Regions from separate parts of the Mus musculus genome. Here regions 2, 3 and 4 are each linked to region 1. A link is a contact called in public HiChIP or PLAC-seq and promoter capture Hi-C data. All regions are on one chromosome and are shown on one strand. The core of a region is the stretch at or near the end of the contact, and the rest is flanking DNA. Distances in the headings are between cores, read along the strand shown. Region 1 holds the start of Ctnnd1 (catenin (cadherin associated protein), delta 1). Region 2 holds the start of Timm10 (translocase of inner mitochondrial membrane 10). Region 3 holds the start of Rtn4rl2 (reticulon 4 receptor-like 2). Region 4 has its middle 13 kb from the start of Gm13710.

The links. Promoter capture Hi-C pulls out the DNA fragments that hold promoters and counts their contacts. HiChIP or PLAC-seq counts read pairs in DNA pulled down with a chosen protein or histone mark. Capture Hi-C pulls out chosen DNA fragments and counts their contacts.
Region 2: a promoter capture Hi-C map of second pharyngeal arch cranial neural crest shows a contact between it and region 1, with 3 times the contacts expected there. The contact joins the promoter of Timm10 here to the promoter of Ctnnd1 in region 1. A contact is called at or near these places in 19 of 39 promoter capture datasets (the 3T3-L1 cell line, 3T3-L1-derived adipocytes, the C10 cell line and 12 more), 2 of 484 Hi-C or Micro-C datasets (CD4 T cells and LSK cells), 6 of 115 datasets of contacts at active chromatin or transcription factors (bone marrow-derived macrophages, craniofacial prominence, embryonic stem cells and 1 more) and 5 of 9 other capture datasets (adipose tissue, embryonic stem cells, liver and 2 more).
Region 3: a promoter capture Hi-C map of liver shows a contact between it and region 1. The contact joins the promoter of Rtn4rl2 here to the promoter of Ctnnd1 in region 1. A contact is called at or near these places in 6 of 39 promoter capture datasets (the 3T3-L1 cell line, the C10 cell line, erythroid cells and 2 more), 1 of 484 Hi-C or Micro-C datasets (rod photoreceptor), 1 of 115 datasets of contacts at active chromatin or transcription factors (embryonic stem cells) and 2 of 9 other capture datasets (adipose tissue and liver).
Region 4: an H3K27ac HiChIP or PLAC-seq map of embryonic stem cells shows a contact between it and region 1, with 26 read pairs. The contact joins the enhancer-like site here to the promoter of Ctnnd1 in region 1. A contact is called at or near these places in 7 of 39 promoter capture datasets (the HPC-7 cell line, cranial neural crest, embryonic stem cells and 2 more), 2 of 15 datasets of contacts at CTCF or cohesin (the G1E-ER4 cell line and embryonic stem cells), 45 of 484 Hi-C or Micro-C datasets (B cells, the G1E-ER4 cell line, the HPC-5 cell line and 20 more), 27 of 115 datasets of contacts at active chromatin or transcription factors (the 230-238 cell line, the HPC-7 cell line, bone marrow-derived dendritic cells and 15 more) and 5 of 9 other capture datasets (adipose tissue, embryonic stem cells, liver and 2 more).

What each region holds. Positions count from the first base shown.
Region 1 is chr2:84,649,488-84,652,187 of GRCm38.p6, reverse strand. Ctnnd1 (catenin (cadherin associated protein), delta 1) reads left to right here and starts at 1,448. Exons shown (of 19, transcript NM_001085450.1): 1 at 1,448-1,782.
Region 2 is chr2:84,825,737-84,828,519 of GRCm38.p6, reverse strand. It overlaps Timm10 (translocase of inner mitochondrial membrane 10), which reads right to left and starts at 1,499. Exons shown (of 3, transcript NM_013899.2): 1 at 1,373-1,499; 2 at 807-921. The coding sequence starts at 877. It also overlaps a transcript of Smtnl1 not described here.
Region 3 is chr2:84,885,346-84,888,232 of GRCm38.p6, reverse strand. Rtn4rl2 (reticulon 4 receptor-like 2) reads left to right here and starts at 1,541. Exons shown (of 3, transcript NM_199223.1): 1 at 1,541-1,571. The coding sequence starts at 1,541.
Region 4 is chr2:84,518,135-84,521,072 of GRCm38.p6, reverse strand. No RefSeq gene overlaps it. Among named protein-coding and RNA genes, the nearest start is that of Gm13710, 13 kb to the right of the region's middle. RefSeq lists an enhancer at 270-2,938. Within about 2 kb of position 1,297, at least 108 of the 459 cell types and tissues checked have an H3K27ac peak or open chromatin away from gene starts, as enhancers often do. A contact at or near this core is called in adipose tissue, craniofacial prominence, embryonic fibroblasts and 8 more, where this site is marked.

The DNA of each region.
Region 1 (2,700 bases), core at 199-2,698:
AGCCAGTATATCACCATTATAGATTATGAAAGCTTTATGAAGATACATTTTGCAGCAGCCAATAGGAACACACACCTATTGTCCCAGCACTCAGGAGGCAGACACAGGGGGTATCTCTGTGAGCTCAAAGCCAGCCTGCCTGGTCTAGATATCAAGAGTTCTAGGTCAGTCAGGGCTACATAATTAGACCCTGTCTCAAATAATAAAATAAAATAAAAATAAATTAAAAATAGGGCTAGAAGAGGTCACCACCAAGATAATGACCAAAGTTTAACCCCTGGGCCCATATGGAGGAAGGAGAGGACTGATCCCTGCAAATTGTTCTCTGACCTGAGTATGACTGCTGTAGTACATGTGCACTCATGCACACACAAAGAAATCTAATTTAAAAATATATAAGGAGAGACCTTCTAACTCATTATCTTCGTTTAGTAATTAGTGAATAACTAATACCAGTTTTACCAGGTGGTAATATACCTTCAACCCTATAACTCAGAAGTCGGAGGCATGGGGTTTTTGAGTTTGAGGCCAGCCTGGGGTAGAGTGAAATCCTATCTTAAACAAAACAAAGCAACCTCCCCACCAAAGAAAAAAAATTCAACAACAAACACAGCCCCTTCCCCTCATAAACTTTAAAGGAATTCGTAGGAAAACCCCTATAATATTTTATTTAGGTCAAATAAAAAAGGCAGGTAATTTTGGGTTGACTAAACAATAGCATTCTCTTAATTATTTTAACGATGATATTCTTAACTAGTCTACACTCTTTGTTTATTGGATTCTGCCTATTGTCCCAGGCAAACCCATATTGTTTTGATGGGAAGATAGTGCTGGTCCTCAAGGGCTCAGTGGATTCTGCTTCCTTTTAGTTTAGAGAAGAAAGGCTAACAAACTATTAAGAAGTCTAAGCATTTATTTTCTCCATTAGCTTTTAATTCAATTAAGCCAAAACAATGAAATTGAGTTTGTCTCAGATATTTCCTACCATCCCAGTCAGCATATAGTCCAGTTTCTGGGATTTCCTTCCTTCTTTCCTGACTTCCTTTGGGAAAACGCTTTGGGGAAGAAAGCAGCAAACCAAACCGCAGCAAGTAAAGAAAGTAAGCTCTTTTCTGTTTTCCCACCCAGATAGGTAGGGAAAGGGAACAAGACCCTCATCAAAGAGAACTGAGGCTTAGGCGTGCCGTTCTAAAATGCTTTGTTATTTAGCACCTCCCACCTCCCCCCAGATCTGCAGTAATTCCTCAGAGATTGTATAGTCTCCGCTTTAAATATACATATAATATATATGTATAAAACTTCCTCGTCTTTCTCTCTCCCTTTTTTTTTTTTAATTTCCTATAATAAAGTTTCCTATTGGATAAGGTCAGCTCCCTGATTTATGCCTGGTTCCTATTGGAAGCTCGCAGGGGCTGACATCACTTAGGAAAGCTAGGGTAGGGCTGCCAGATCAGTTTGTCACCACCCAGGCTGCCTTGCCTTTGGCTGGGTGCAACTTCCATTTTAGGTGTTGGATCTGAGGGGAAAAGGAGAGAGGGAGAGAGAGGGAGAGAGGGAGAGAGGGAAAGGGAGAGAGAGAGAGAGAGAAAGAGGACGATCAAGAGGGAGGGAGGGAGAGCCAGCGAGCGAGACAGACACGGAGGGAGAGGAGAAAGGCAGGAAAGATCCTGGAACGAGGAAGAGGAAGAGGCGGCGAACCTCGCTGGATTTGTCTTTCTCAGCACATTGGTGAAGCTTTGGGTTTGTTTCTTAAAGGACTGGCTTTAGAAGTCCACATTTGAGGTGTGTGCTTTTTAAATTTTTTTCCTTTTATTAAAAATGTGTGTATTGGGAAAGGGGTAACTCAAGTGGAATTTTTTTCTTAATGGTAACTGGAGGGACTTTTAAAAGGGTGAGAAAGCCTGTTAGTGCTGACGGTGAATTTTAACCAATTATTTTTTTCACTTTTAATACTTTGGAGGTTTCTTGGTATTTTATTTAGTTAAGGAAAAGGTAAAACGTACAAGACCTGGAAACAAACTTCTAGGTGTAATACCGGAAGCTGGTTGGAACCAGGGGTAGAAGTTGTGTAAATTCCTTTTTTTGTGTGTACTTTTATATTATTTTTTTCCCTGGATTTAGCTAACATACTCTTATTTTTCAGAGCTCAAAAAGTTGTTTGGGGGGGGGGGCATGTTGTGTGTGGGTTGGGGAAGGACTCTGCCCTGGTCGGAAGCTGGTCGTACAGATGGCTCTTACCATGTTTCGGAACTTTTAGCCCCCTCACCTTTGAATTTGTGGCAGTGGGAAGTTGCAGGAAGCTTTCGAGTTTCAATGGTATTGTTTTTTCCTTCTGAACGTGAACGGCCCAGAAGGGTTTCAGCGCTGCAGTTCCTGGGTGGATCCCTCTTTCACTTTTCCAGGTGTGGTGGTGGGTGGGAGCCGCTGTCGCCTGCCTGCCTGCCTGCCTGCCTGCCTGCCTAGGAGGCTCTTTGCTTTGCCTTGTGAAAACAAATGGATCTACGTTAACTTGAGTTGCCCTTCCTTCCTTCCTTCCTTCCTTCCTTCCTTCCTTCCTTCCTTCCTTCCTTCCTTCCTTCCTTTTTGTACTAAAAGTCGTTTTAGTGGCACAGATTTGTAAAGGTGTGTGTTAAACTTACTGATATGGTAATGTTTGGCCTTTAAAGGGATAAGGAAATTCTAATCATACTTTCTGTTGAC
Region 2 (2,783 bases), core at 250-2,749, 180 kb before region 1:
TTAAAGTATAATTTAGGCCGAGTGTGCACACCTTTAATCCCAGCACCCAAGAGAATGAGACAGGTGGATCTCTGAGAGTGAGGCCAGCCTGGTCTATACAGATTAAGCTGACAACCAAGGCAACACAGAGAAGCCCCATCGTGAAAAACAAGAACAAAACAACATCCACTCCATCCCCCCCAAAAAGGAAGAAAAACATTAATAAATATTAGCAACTAAATACTATTCATTACTAAATGGCTGTTCAGAAGGCTTAGGCGGCAAAGGCACTTGCTGCCAAACCAGAAGATTTGAGTTCAATCCAAGATGAGATCCTATTAAGCTGCCCTCTGACCTCCACATGTGTGGCGCTATGGCATGCATGTTGGCATTCATAAACAAACACAAAATACATAAACTACATAAACAAGGGTAAATGGGCTATCTAAGGAGAAAGAAAGATGGAAACGAGGAGAGAAGAGAAGAGAAGAGAAGAGAAGAGAAGAGAAGAGAAGAGAAGAGAAGAGAAGAGAAGAGAAGAGAAGAGAAGAGAAAGTGCTTATATGTTCTTGATACTCAGCAGAGCCTGGGCAGGAGATTCTCCATCATACACCCCTTTTATTCCCTCCAAATAGCCAACCAAGTCCTTCCAGTGACCTGTATTTACTTCAGCGAAGCACGCGGTGAGGGTGGGGCGGGATTAGGAGGGCGGGACTTGGCTCCACTACCTTATCGAAAGCATTCGTTACAAGTGCTTCACTCTGTCGGGCTAGGGGTGACTAGGGCGAGTTTTCCTAGACAAGGTGAAGCCGAGTGCTTCTCTTTACCTGTTGTACATGTCAGCCATCATCTCCACCTCCAGCTCCGCAGCCAGCTGCTGGGCTCTGAGCGGATCCATGTCAACTTAGCACCGTGGAGAGAATAGCCTCCTGGTCTTTAGTCCTAGGAGCGGACATGATCAGTCAGCATCGATCCCTCCCGGTTCACCCTAGTACCACCCCCCCGGGGGGGCTGGAGGGCGCGAGGAATTACAGTGTTTCAGACCAGCGGGGACCAATACCCCGCTCAGTAAACGTAATCAGCCCTCTTAACAGAAGTGGAGATGAGGCCCTTAAAGAGGACAGTGTCCAGCTCAAGGTCACTCGCGATGTCATGGGGCTCGGGGATGGAAACCGAGCCCTCTTAGTACCTCGAGATCACTCCTAGAGCCAGAGGATTGACAGTTGGGACGGAACACACAAAACCGTGGGTCTGAACCCATGCAGCCCCGAGAATGTGACCCTAACCACAGCCTAGGTTCCCGGGGTGGGTCTAAAGGCTGAGCCTCTGTCACGGCAATGGCATAATCAGGAATCAGGGTTACCCTGGGTATCAGACACCACGGCCCACTCACCACGGCCTGGGGCAGGTCACAGCTCCCGCAACGTCCCCAACTTCGGGTCAATAGTAAAAAGTTACCGGGTACCAAGGCAGGCGAAATAAGAAGCACGTGGGTCACTTCCGGAAGGAAGTCTAGCCTCTTCTTTGATCCGGAAGAAAACGCCGACCAGGCTGCGCTGGGAAACCGGCTACCATAGAGAAACCGACCTTAATTTGCTAGAGTGGACTCCAAAGTACCATAGAATGCTGAGTGAGTGGCAGAGCGCCGGCAGCCTTGTTAGCATTCCATCCCTCCGGTTGTCCGGGAGACGCCTGAGCGTTTGCAGTGTGGAAGAAGCTTGGCTCCCTGAACCCACCATGGAGAGCCCACGCCAGAGCGCAGACGGATCTTATGTGAAGAAAGGAGAACGTTTCCCAAAGGAGCCTGTCAATTTTGCATGTTAAAACACCTGGAGCACTTTAAAAAAAAAAAAAAAAAAAAAAAAAAAACACCTCAGCGCCCAGACGTTACCTCATACCCCTGAAATCAGAATCCCGGGGAGCAGTGTGCAACATTAACTAGTGGAGTTGCAGAGAAGATACACGATCGCTGCTCGCAGAAAAAAAGAAACATGTATAGAGATTGTCTTTATTTGCTTTTGAGGCAGGGTCCCATGGAACCTAGGCTGCTCTCTAATTTGCGGTGTAGCCGAAGATGACCTAGAACTTACGAACCTGCCTCCACCTCACTAGTGCTTCGGCTACAGATAAGCGCCATTATGCCTGACTTTTGCAATGTTGGGATGAAAACAGGACCACATGCTTAGGCAAGCACTCTATCAACTGCCCCAGTGCTGCAACATGTTTTACTGCACTTCTTTATTATAGCCCTACACATGCACAATAAATAAAGTAAGTAAATAAATAAATGTAATAATAAAAAGCATTGGGTTTATCCCTTTAAAATTTTATTAGGGCAAATTCACAACACAGAACACAGTCTAATGAACGTCATTGAATCTATCCCCAAGATTTAATAATTCTTACTATTTAGTCACATTTTCTTGATCTATTATCTTTAGCAGATGAAGTCTTTTTCCCAAAGTGCTATTTTCACATTCTCAGCTAATAGTGATGTTTTTTTCATCTCTCTTCCACAGTGCTGAAGGTTGAATCCAGGGTCTCATGCAAACCCTCCACAACTGAACTACACAGGTCATTTGATATACTATTTTTAAATTTAAATTTATTTATAAGAACATGTGTCCTTGGGCTGGAGAGATGGCTCAGTGGCTAAGAGTACTGACTGCTGTTCCAGAGGTCTTGAGTTCAATTCCCAGCAACCACAAGGTGACTCACAACCATCTGTAATGGAATCCAGTGCCTCTTCTGGTGTGTCAGAGCTACAGTGTACTCATAGATACAGAAAATAAATATATTGAAGA
Region 3 (2,887 bases), core at 292-2,791, 240 kb before region 1:
GATGGCCCTGGCACCGCCGCCGTAGGCACCACTGCAGCAATCCCAACCCCGCGTGCGCCGCTTGGCGACAGTTCCCCAAGCGGCTCCCTTCATACGGGGGTTATCAAAAACCGTGTACTAGGCACCTTGGACTGACCAAGACTAGGGCGAAAGGCGTTGAGGCTTTTAAAATAAGGCGCTGAGGTCAGGGATTGGCTGACTCCGCCAGGATAGAGGCGTCTAGGGACCCTATGAGGCCCCTATCCGCCCCTTGGTAAGAAGAGGGTTAGAAGTTTTTGTGAACCAGCAGTCTGCTACCACTTTTGGATCCTCTTCTGCCCTCTGGCGAGAGATAAGAAATCATACCCTTTGGGACATATCACGTAAATACACGCGCGCACGCGCGCGCGTTCACACACGCACACAATTCGCACGCACGCTCAAACTTACACCCATTTGTAAAAAGCTTTAAGGTACATACAACACACCTGAACATTTATTCCCTTCTCCTCCCATCCCGAACTCGAGCGCGCAGAATTTCACACAGCCCTCGCGTGGCTCAACCAGAGCAGAAACCAGCGAGCACACACTAGTACTCCCGCCCTGGTCCTGGTTCCCGACAGGAATAAAAGGCCAGCACTCAGCTACACCTGCCCAAGCGTCTGCGCGCGCGAGCACGCGCACATACACTTGCTCACACGAACTCCTAGACACACTGGTCCTATAGCTATGCAAACCGCCCTGAGGGTCTAGGAAGAAAAGAAAACGTGACATTTTGCAGTCTTTAAGGGACGCAAACGATCGCGAAGGGCAGGGCAGGAGGAGGGGCGCTGAGTGGGAAACTGCTCTGAAACTGCATATCTTCTGGGAAAGTTGGGAAATCCTCACCCTGAACAAGTCAGGGGGTGGGGGTGGGGAGGGGACTTAACACTACTGCATGCGCGCGCGCGCGCGCACACACACACACACACACACACACACACACACACACACACACACCAAGAAGGGATTTCTCTAAAGGCATGGCGCCGCAGAGGCTACGGGAACACAGCCTTCCCGATCTCCCAAGGTTGGGAGGGGGCCGGAGACTGAGTGGTCTAGATGGAGAACTACTCCCTCCTCCTAGTAGCCAGCAAAGGGTTAAACCGGCAGGCCGGGAAGCGAGGGAGGAGCCAGCGAGTGCGGGAATGGGGGGGGGGGGGGAGCGCTTCTTCGCTGTCCCCACTCTCCCTCGGCGAGCAGCCGGGGCGCACGGACCGACCGACTAACCGACTCCCTGCGGGGCCGCGCTGCTGAAGGGGCGCGGACACCGGGTGTCCAGGGTCAACCCAGCCCTTTCCATCCCGTCGTGCCCCGCCCCGTCCCGTCGGGGCCGATGGCTCCTTCCGAGGCACGGAGTCCGGGGGGCGCAGGGTAGAACTCCGCAGCCCCGCTACGTAGCCCGGGACTCCCCGGGTCCTTACGGAGCCCCGCGGAGTCCCCGCCGTCTGTCCGGCGGGATAAGGGAGCGAGTGGGAGTGCCCTCCCCCCCGCCGCCCCCTCCCCCGATCGTCGAGACAAGATGCTGCCCGGGCTCCGGCGCCTGCTGCAAGGTAGGGACACCGGCCGGCGGGAGGACACTAGAGAGAGAGGCGCCCCTCTCCTTGGGCACGAGGGTGGGGCAGTGAAGGGGGTGGGGTGGGTAGGGAGCAAAAAACCGCTTAGCGCGGGAGCGGCGCCTCCGCCCCCAGAGCTGCCAGCCGCAGGAGGGCACTGGGCTTGGAGCCTGCGGGAATGTGCGGGGAGCTCGTGACCAAGGGGGGACGCGGAGGGCAGACCGAGCTGGCTGGGAGGAGGAGAAAGAGGCTCAGGTTCTGTTGTCCCGGCTCCACCTGCTCCGGGGGGACGCTGAGGACTCGGGCCGGCTGGGGAAGCGCCGACTCAGCAACTCCTCGTGCCCGGTGTCTCAGCACTTTCCAGTCACCTGGGAAGACAAGCCATGTGGGTAGGGGTCTGCCTGGGAATGAAGGGGGTAGAGAGAGATTCCCCAATGGCCCTGCCTAGTCGCATAGATGGAGGGGCTAAAAGGAGGCTAGTTCCGAGCACTGAGTGACAGCCAAGGGTGTGGGCTGGAGACTGGGGGCGGGGAGGGTAGGGGTCGGAGGGAGGAGGGGAGTCAGGATGAGAAAAGTGTCTAGGGAGGTGGGGGTGAGAAAGAGGAGGTGGGGGGCGGGATAAAGGAGGGGTAGGAGGAGGCATAAAGGTTAGACGACCAGAAACTGGGGTCCAGGGGAAGACCAAGGAAGAGGGAGGAGAGGGTGACCAGTTCAGGAGAGAGGTGTACAGGGGCATAAAAAGCTAGAGGGGAGCGGGGGGGGGGGGGGAGATAACCGGAAGGGTGAGGACTGGGGCTCTAGGAGATTGGAATGGAAAGGGGATGGGAGGACTAGAAACCAGCGGAAGCTAGTGAGGAAGGATAGATGTAAGACTCAGACACCAGGAAAATGGTCACCAGGGGTGGGGGCCGGGATCCCTACGCGGTAGAGTGATTTGAGACGGATTAGGATGTCAACAGAAGCCAGAGAAGGAGATGGAAGAGAAGCGATGGTGCCCAGGGAGTAGACAAAGAGGCTCTGGTAACCACTTCCACGTGGGAAGCTCTCCATTCCAAAGCGCCTGCCTGGTATAGCCCTTCTCTCAGGAGTAGCTGCTGGGCTAGTCCAAAGGACCCTGAGCTCGGGGTCTGGGTTAGAGCTGAGGGAAGGAGCGTGAGCACTTTGTGTGTGGGGGTGGGGGGCAGCCTCCTTGGGGTGGGTACCTGGGCTGCCTCAGCGCTGCCATTTATATCTCCAAGCCCCGACGTCGGATCCTGCCGCCCCACAGTAGCTGCTTATTTTGGGGTGTTACATTCTGGCAGAGTGAGAAGCTG
Region 4 (2,938 bases), core at 48-2,547, 130 kb after region 1:
ACAGAATGCGGAGGTAGGTCCGACTTTCACGAGACAGGAAGCTACTTAAGGGAGAGACAGTAGAGGAAGAAGAGAGTACAGTGAAGGAATACAGTAGAGTTGGTGGAGAGCAGTAGCGTTGAGAGAGGAGTGGCGCAGTACAGAGAGGGAGGAGGAGGCGGATTTGCAGGGTAGAGTTTTACAGAGAACAAGCTAGGCACAGGTAAAGACAGAATGAACCAGAGAATGAGAAGGAGACAGATGATGAGAAAAGTTAGTTTGAGGCAATTCAAAGGCCAAGAGAGAAGCCAGTTTAAATCAGTCAGCTGGGAGGGGAGTTTGAGCCAGAACAGCTGAGTTGAACCAGCCAGCCAGAGTTCAGAAAGAACCAGAAAGGGGAACCTTACTCTGCAGCAAGTCTCAGAGGCTGAAACCATTCTAGGCCTAGATTAGCAGATGGAGGCAGTAAGCCTCCCAGACAACAGCTATAACAGGGGAATAAAAGTTAAGTTGCTTTTACACCTAGGTTTTCTTGGGTTTCTTAGGGCAAGAGGTGAAGGAGTTGGCAGGGCCAATAGGAACAAGTGACTTGGAGCTGAAGAGAGAACTCAGCAAGTAAGAGCCCTTGCTGCTCTTGCAAGAGGTCCCAAGTTTGGTTCCCAACATCCACATGGTAGTTCAGGACTGTCTATATAGACAGTTCCAGGGGACCCTCTACTGGTCTCTGCAGGCACCAGGCACAGTCACAGTGAGCATGTACGCATGAAAGGCAAACACTCACAAACATTAAACAAAATAAAGCAAAAAAGAACTGACGACCCCAAGAAGAAAAGGGAGGAGACCAGCCCCTCTTTAGTTTTCTACCTCATGAGGAATTATTGTGTAAAAACAAAGGCTTGCCAGGAGGGAGATTTGTTTGTGTGAAGAAATGCCTTTGGGATCTGGGGTGGAGGCCTGGCATAGAAAGATCGGCAGCGCACTTAGAGAAGACAGAGGGTACACCATGGACATAGCCATGAACGCGTTCTGAAGGCCTGGCATCCCCACCTGTGCTGTGACATCACACGCTTCTTCCCTAGTGACCCCATTCACTGCCACATTATACAGTCCAATTGTGAGCCGTGTGCGGGTGTTTATCTTTATTGTCGCCCTGGCTGGCCTTGGAACCACTCCCATTTCCTTCTCTCCTCATACGTAGTAGGAAAGGCATACAAGGCACATGCCAAACCATGAACAAAGGTTAACCTGGCACAGTGGAATACGTTAAGCTTTTCCCCTTTCATCCTTGTTTGGTGTGTCTCAATTCTTTTCAACGGTCAGGTACGTACTCTGCCAAGTTTCCACTCCACTCTCTCAAGAACCTAAGAGTCCAGACTGACCTGCCTATCTGACGTGAGGGAGACAAGGTGACTACTGAAACCGTGGAGCAAACACTGGCCTATTCCAGACAAATCCCGGAAACAGTTTCCCGAGTGTAAACAGAAGCAAAGCCTGTGGAATGCAGGCTGAGAGGGAAAGTAGATCTCTGTATTTATTTTGGGGGCAGTCTCTAAAGGGGAAAGGCATGCCTGTAGATTTGACTTTCCCAGAGGTTCAAACCAGCACAAAGTTACCCACAGGGAAAGATGCGGCAGCAAAGGAGTGCTGTGACTGCCGGGGCCGTGGGGAAGAGCAGGGTCTGGAGATGATTAAAGCCAGAATCTCCAGAGAGGAGATTCATTCTAGGTGATGAATCGGAGAATTGATTGTCTTTTCTTATTGAAGGCTACACTAATCAGGAAGAGTGGATCTGTCTGGAGAGGGAACTGTAGTGGAAACAACGTAAAACACGGGGCTCTAGGATCATAGATATAGGCTGTCTCAAAGACAATTAGACCTTTCAGCTGAAGGAATGAGACATACTACACCAAGCTTAGAGTCATCTTAAATGGGTGTGTGAGTTCCGAACTAGTTTTGGTATTCAAGTTTGGTTATTTGTACAAAGGATGAATTTACCTTTCAATAGGCTGTTGTCTTCCCTTGGTATCCGCTAGCCAACTGGGACTTCATTTATTTCTAAAACAGTACAAGGCTCTTTTGGTTTCACCTACAAAAGTGAATGGGCCTCTGTATTTCAAGGTTGCACATTTTCTGTTCTCTTTAAGCAGAGATAAGGACTCCGGGGCTGCGGAATACAATAGGCTATTCTTGTAACTCAGCAGAGCCGGGCACTGTGAGTAATCTCTGCTCTTGACCCTACACCCACCTTGAAGCAGAAACTTGTATCACATCCCCCAAAACAAATCCATTGTAAGAAAGGAATAATGAGTAATGACAACTTTACTGACTGTTTCTTGGGGAGACAGAAAAGATCTCTGTATCCTGTGGAGGTAGTTTTGATTTATAACAAAGCATAATAAAAAATTTCATGAGACATTCATGCTCTTTTTTCTCCTAAGGAGAAAGGTTTCACATTCTTTTCTAGCTTTCTTCTTATTTTGGTATTCATAAGCAAAACATGATGTAATCTTTTAAAAATCTCTCATCCTCCCATCTATCCCTCTGCCTGGCCATTGACAGGCTTTGCCTTTAAGAGGACGGTGAGGTCTAGTGTTTGGGAGAAGAATCAAGAAATTACTAATTCACTTAAAATCTGCTAATAACTCATGATGAGTGGAAACAAGCAATGCCCCACTCCTTGTGGCATTCCCTGATCTTGTCAATATTGGGTTTCCTTTGGACATGGGAACTTTGACTTATACAATATTTTTAATTTATTCTTTGGTAATTTTAAGGGTAATCAATGTATTTTGGCCATATTAGTCTTCCAGTTTCCCCTCCATCTATGGATCTATGGATCCATCCATCCATCTATCCATCATCCATCATTTCATTAAGTGTTATTGAACATTCACTTTATTCAAGGGAAGGCTAAAAACAGTGATAAACAGAACTGATGAAATTCATGTGCACTTGTGTT